Linked DNA regions of Arachis hypogaea: region 1 is linked to region 2. The links are chromatin contacts, called in public Hi-C maps. All regions are on one chromosome and are shown on one strand. The core of a region is the stretch at or near the end of the contact, and the rest is flanking DNA. Distances in the headings are between cores, read along the strand shown. Region 1 has its middle 30 kb from the start of LOC112802371. Region 2 holds the start of LOC112802366 (NDR1/HIN1-like protein 10).

The links. Hi-C and Micro-C count contacts between places; a contact is called where the count stands out from the background.
Region 1: a Hi-C map of leaf shows a contact between it and region 2, with 1.9 times the contacts expected there. The contact joins the enhancer-like site here to the promoter of LOC112802366 in region 2. A contact is called at or near these places in 4 of 8 Hi-C or Micro-C datasets (leaf and an unstated tissue).

What each region holds. Positions count from the first base shown.
Region 1 is chr5:102,797,402-102,800,305 of arahy.Tifrunner.gnm2.J5K5, forward strand. No RefSeq gene overlaps it. Among protein-coding and RNA genes, the nearest start is that of LOC112802371, 30 kb to the right of the region's middle. Within about 2 kb of position 1,285, at least 3 of the 3 cell types and tissues checked have open chromatin away from gene starts, as enhancers often do.
Region 2 is chr5:102,731,430-102,734,362 of arahy.Tifrunner.gnm2.J5K5, forward strand. LOC112802366 (NDR1/HIN1-like protein 10) reads left to right here and starts at 1,359. Exons shown (of 1, transcript XM_025845551.3): 1 at 1,359-2,469. The coding sequence starts at 1,568. The coding sequence ends at 2,203.

The DNA.
Region 1 (2,904 bases), core at 35-2,534, 66 kb after region 2:
TTCCTCTTCTTCAACTTATCCTTTTAAGAAATTCTCAATCTAAAAGCTGCAATCCCGTACATCATTCCCAATATGACCACAATAATTACAGAAGATGCCAATCCTTTCATATTTGATTGCTACATCCAGTAATTTATTGTTAGGGTCTGCTAGTTTGATATATCTCCTAAGTGGTTTTGTCACATCCATGTTCACTTGAATTTTCACTATGCTATTTTTTTTTTCACGGATTTAAAAATATCCACGTGTAGTACTTCATCGAAAGAGCTACCTGTCTTCCTCCCAATTCTTTTGTTTTGAACTGTTCTGGGAGACCCTAAATCTGTATCCATATCGGCACATGGGCAAAGTCAACTTCTTCAGTCGATTCTGCTTCCTTCCATCTCTTTAGATTTAGGATGTAGTTATTGAAAATCCATCAGAAGAATTGAAAATGTTTCCTCCATGATCAATCACTTTAAATCCATCAATTTGTCTTTATAATGAGTGTATCACTGCCTCCATTATATCAGATGAAAACTGTTGATCTCCAAACAATCTTTCTATTAGGCTCCTTGCGCACCTTTCTCGACTATCTTGAATGTCATTCTCTTCAAAACTGTCCACTATTTCTTCTTCTACTATTTTCGTTCTATGGTGTTCTACTGGTGTAGCCATTTGCATTGCCATGATTATTCTGTTGACACTTGATCGCTTTATTAACACTTGATGAAGAATAACTGAAATTAGGATTACTCCACTAAATCCTAGCAGAGCACTTAGGTAACCCTATTAGCTTGATATAAATCCTTTAATAATATTAGAACTTTTTTCCCTTCAGTGATCTTGTTCAGAGACTTGGTGTAAAGAACAACTTGAAATTAATACGAGCTTTACTAAACAAGGTATAAAGACATGTTTTGTATGTTTTTGTCTCCATATTTTTGTCTCCATCTCACGGTCTCTATATTTTCGTCCCGAAACAATATCCAAATGGAACCTATATTCTTTGTTTCTTAACATCCGCCATCCAATGTACCCGAGAACCATCTTATTTCAATTCGTCCCTTTGTTTTCGTTTTTGTTCTGTTGATGGGCGGTGGGAGTGGGACTGTGGGAGTTTGATATTGTTTTTTTTACCATTTTGGACTTTTTGGAAAAAAAAAATGGACATAGCACTTCTTTATTCTATTTCGGTATTTCCTTTGCCAAACTACCATTTGATTTCTTAAATGGAATCATATTACAGAATGTACCAAAAAGTTAGAACAAAAAGTTTGCCCAAAAAATTATTCCAAACAAGACGATAGCAATTTACCCAGAAACTTCAGAGCATAAGACCCAACTACATATACCCATATTATAGTTCCTCTTTTCGGTCATTTTCCATATTCTTTTTGTCCAACTAAATAACAATTTATTTTCAACCAATATCAGTTAATTAATAACAAAAAAGTTCACATATTTGTTCCGAACACAAGAGAGATGATATATCCAGACCAAAAAAAAAAAAGAACGAAATAAAAAGCTAGAGTGTAAAGATAAAAGAGGTCATTAGCGCCCCCTCAATTACCAAAAAATAAAAGAGGTCATTACCAGAAACAGAAAAGGTGAAGACCGAAGCTGAATATCAGTCCAAAAGAGTTGATTTCACCGGACCAAAAAAAAGTTGTTGTTTCCAAATTATTTCTTATTTTCTTTATTGTGTATCAAGTCGATACCAAAAGTCACAGTAAAACAAAGGCGCTAATTTAATTTTTGTTGAATTGTGGGAAAGTAATTATACTTTTCAACCCATTATATTTTCGTATTTTTTTAATAAGCATCCAAATCAACATATAGATAAAATGTTGACTAGCAAATGAAAATCTAGATCATTTGGACTAATGCATGCTCAATAATGAATCCATTGTTTGTTATTAAATGCAACGTGATTCGATCAACATGTGTTACGTATTTCCGTGCGGGAAGCTTGAATCCAGAGAAAGAAGCAAAAGCTAGAGAGGGTAAAAAAAAGGAAAGAAAATAAAGTTCTTTAAATCCTTACATACACTTAGTTACTATTGATTTACGTTGGTTGAAATACTAAAATACTTTAATTTATTTGTATATAAATATATAATTTAATTTATTTTAATTATGTATTTATATTTTAATATATTTATTATAGACTGATTTTAGTGTACATATAACATAGTCGATTGAAATATTATACAGTTCTTTCTCATCATAAAGTGTCATAGTTAGGATGATTTGAAATAGTATCTTTTTTACGTGTTTGTTCATTTGACAAATTCTCCTTTTACACCGGGTCATTATTTATTAATTCTGAATAGATTAGGGATATTTGCGTATCTAATTAATAAGCGTACAATTAAAACACTTTTTAAAATTCAAAAGTGAAAAAGATAGAACGAATAAAAATGTGATTGGATGGCTTTAAAAAAAATTATAGAGTTAATATATCAAGAATAAATAATAATATTAAACAAATATCTTGGAGAGTATTTGTGCTATACCTTGATAAATTATTAAATTTTATGTTAGAGTTTATTTTTAATTATTTGACAAACTTCAATTAAATCATAACTATAAAAATTATGAAGTCACTAGTAGCTTTTTTTTTTCAAATGAAATTACAATGTTTGTAAAAAGAATGATGAAATGATCATGTCATGAGCATGAATAACTTGAGTTGGTAAAACTGCTTATATTAAAATCAATGAGACACAGTACCGGTTCTGTTGGGGCTTTGAATAATTCCCTTAACTTCTCTTCCACTCCTTTTAATTTATCCTAATGTCCATCGGTTGTAATAGATAATGATTAGCAGAATATAACTATTGCTGGAAAATCAACTTATAATCATGAAAAAGGACAGAGGTTGTAACATATTCCTAAACCCTAATGATATAAGTCTTCCCT
Region 2 (2,933 bases), core at 109-2,608:
TTGATATTTTTCATCTTCCAACTTACAGGGACGTATTAAACCACTTTTTCATATTAGCCTATAATAATAACAAAGAAGTTTCACACGAGTTTATAAATTCAACCCAATAAAATACATAAATTTAGTCATAATTTTAGCTTTTATTATTTTATTTACTATTATCATATCCTTATTTGTTTTTTATCTTTCATAGACAATAATAAATATATATTTAAATTTATTTTTATAATTTTTTAATAAAAAAAACACAAAATACAATATTTTTTATATTTATTTTTTTTATTCTTTCAGTGTTTTATTACAAAATAGCAAAAGATTAACAAACTAACTCATATATATATATATAGTATATTCCCTCACAAATTCAATGTACGTTTCTGAATTTGTTCATCAGATTCATGGGATAATAGTGGCATAAGCTAGTGAATACTATTTTATCCCAAATTACTAAATTTCAAAACTGAATTGGGGGAGGATCAAACAAATAGCCTTGCTTAATCCCATGATTCCTCCATCAAGCCAACATGGGAGCTTTATTTTGATTATTTAATTATTATATATAGTATTTAGAAGCTTTAGATAAATTATATTTACATATTTATTTAATTTTATTGTTTTAGAATCTATTATATATATATAATAGAGATATCAAACTGATTTAGTTATTTTCTAAAATACCCTTTGTATATAATTTATAAATAAAAAATTTATTTGGCATTTAAATTCAAGATTTTTTAAAATAATTGTAAATATCTAATTCATACAAAATAAATCAATAGACATATTGCTTTTTTTTGTTTATGGTATTATATATTTTAACATGCCAAAGATTATTTTATCGCAGTCGAACTTCATTTAAAAGTCTTTCTCTGGCAGTGGCGGAGTTATGTTAATGAAAATGGGGGCAATGATCCCCTAAATTAATAATTAAAGAGTGCTAGGAGGTTAGTCAGTTTTGTAATTTATAATTATTAATTAGTTATTATTAGTATTTTTAATAATATAAAATTATATTTAATGATGTGTAATTACTCACTTTTTTTGTGCTGGTCAAATTTTAATAAAGAAAAGTGTGGACTCTTAAACTTTCTCTTAATCTTAATAATTTGTACATACTAATGCATGCATAAGATAAAATTTAAATTCCTGACACTTATTTAAGTAAATAACTGAACTAATCACATGACCAACCCAAATTAATTAATATGACTAAGTGAACTGATCAATATCTATTTATACTAATTATATATGAATATTTAATTATGACTAAGTCTACCGATTCATATTATTGTTCCACTTTGAGCAGAGCTTTCTTGATGCACAAACCCATTGAAAATAAGAGCTCCTTACTCGGTTATAAAAAGTCAACGTTTCTTCTATATGCTTTGTAACATTATTACGAGGAAATCTCCTAGAAAAATCTCAAGAAATTACACACCATATTAAACACATACAATCATAAGCAAAGGAGGTACCCTCTACAAATATATATCCACTAAAATATTACACCAGATTCATCATTAATTATCAACATTGTTATTAGCTATCACAAATCACCATCATCAACATGTGTTTGAGATCATTCAGGTGCAGTTTTTGCTGCATCTTCGTCACACTCTACACCTTATTCCTGTGCTTCATTCTATCCATATTCCTATTTTGGATAATCATATCTCCATCAAGTGTCAAATTCCAAGTAACCAATGCTTCCCTCACTCAATTCAATCTCACCAACAACAACACCACATTGAACTACAAATTCAAAGTCAACATCACAGCAAGAAACCCTAACAACAACGTGGTGGTGTACTATAGGAGGATCACCGCATACGCGTGGTACAAAGACAGGAATTTCGCTGCCGTCAACTTGGCGCCATTTGATCAAGGTCACAAGAACACGACCCTCCTTCAAGAAGCCGTGTTCGAAGGACAAAGCTCGATTCGACTCGGGCCAAAGCAAATTGCTGAGTACAACATGGAGAGGAGTGTGGGCATTTTCAATGACTTGGCCGTCGATTTGGATGTTAGAATAAGGGCTAAGTTTGGAAGGTTCAAGAGCAGCCGATTCAATCCGCCGGTTGTTCAGTGTCGCCGGCTCAGGGTTCCTTTGATTTCGAATGGTAAACCGCCGGCGGCAACTTTTAGTGTTACAAGGTGCAGAAGTAGTAATTTCTTTCAAGATCGTGATGCCGAAGCCGGATAACCCTTAGAAATATAAATATAAGCCTTGACTCCTGAGTATTTGAATTTGCAATTATATACATATATATAGCATAAATAAATATAAGTATATACTTAAAATACCAATAGAAATCCTTTTTTTACACGTATTACTTTGATTTTCTCATCGAGTTGTATTCTATTTAATTTCATTCATTCATTTTATTACGTGAAATTTGTTGTCGAGTTCTTCTAATTTGTGTGTTCCACTATTATTGCTATATAGAAAATGAAATTTACCCTTTTTTTTACATGTCTTTTGTATATTGTTTTTGTTTTATAATTTAAAAGGCAAAGTTTTTATTTTTTCGCTTCTTATTTTTAATATAAAAAATAAGAAGTATCTAAGAATGTAAATATATTCATTGTACTATATTTGCGATGGTAACATATATGTAATTATACTTTCATTAGCTAGACATTATTAGGATCATAAAAGAAATAAATTCTTTCAAATTTTTTTAAATTACGGTATTGTTTAAAACACAATAACTAAAGTTATTTTATTTAATTTAATTTCTATAAGTTTAAACATATAATATATATAATTATATACTTATTATATCTATAATATTATATAATTATTCTAGAATAATTATTGAATATTAAATAAAATAATTTTAAATTATTTGAACTATTTTTATCATCTTTCAAATATAATTATTTTACAAAAGAAGAAAAATATAATAGGATTGGAAATATAAAAAGAAAAA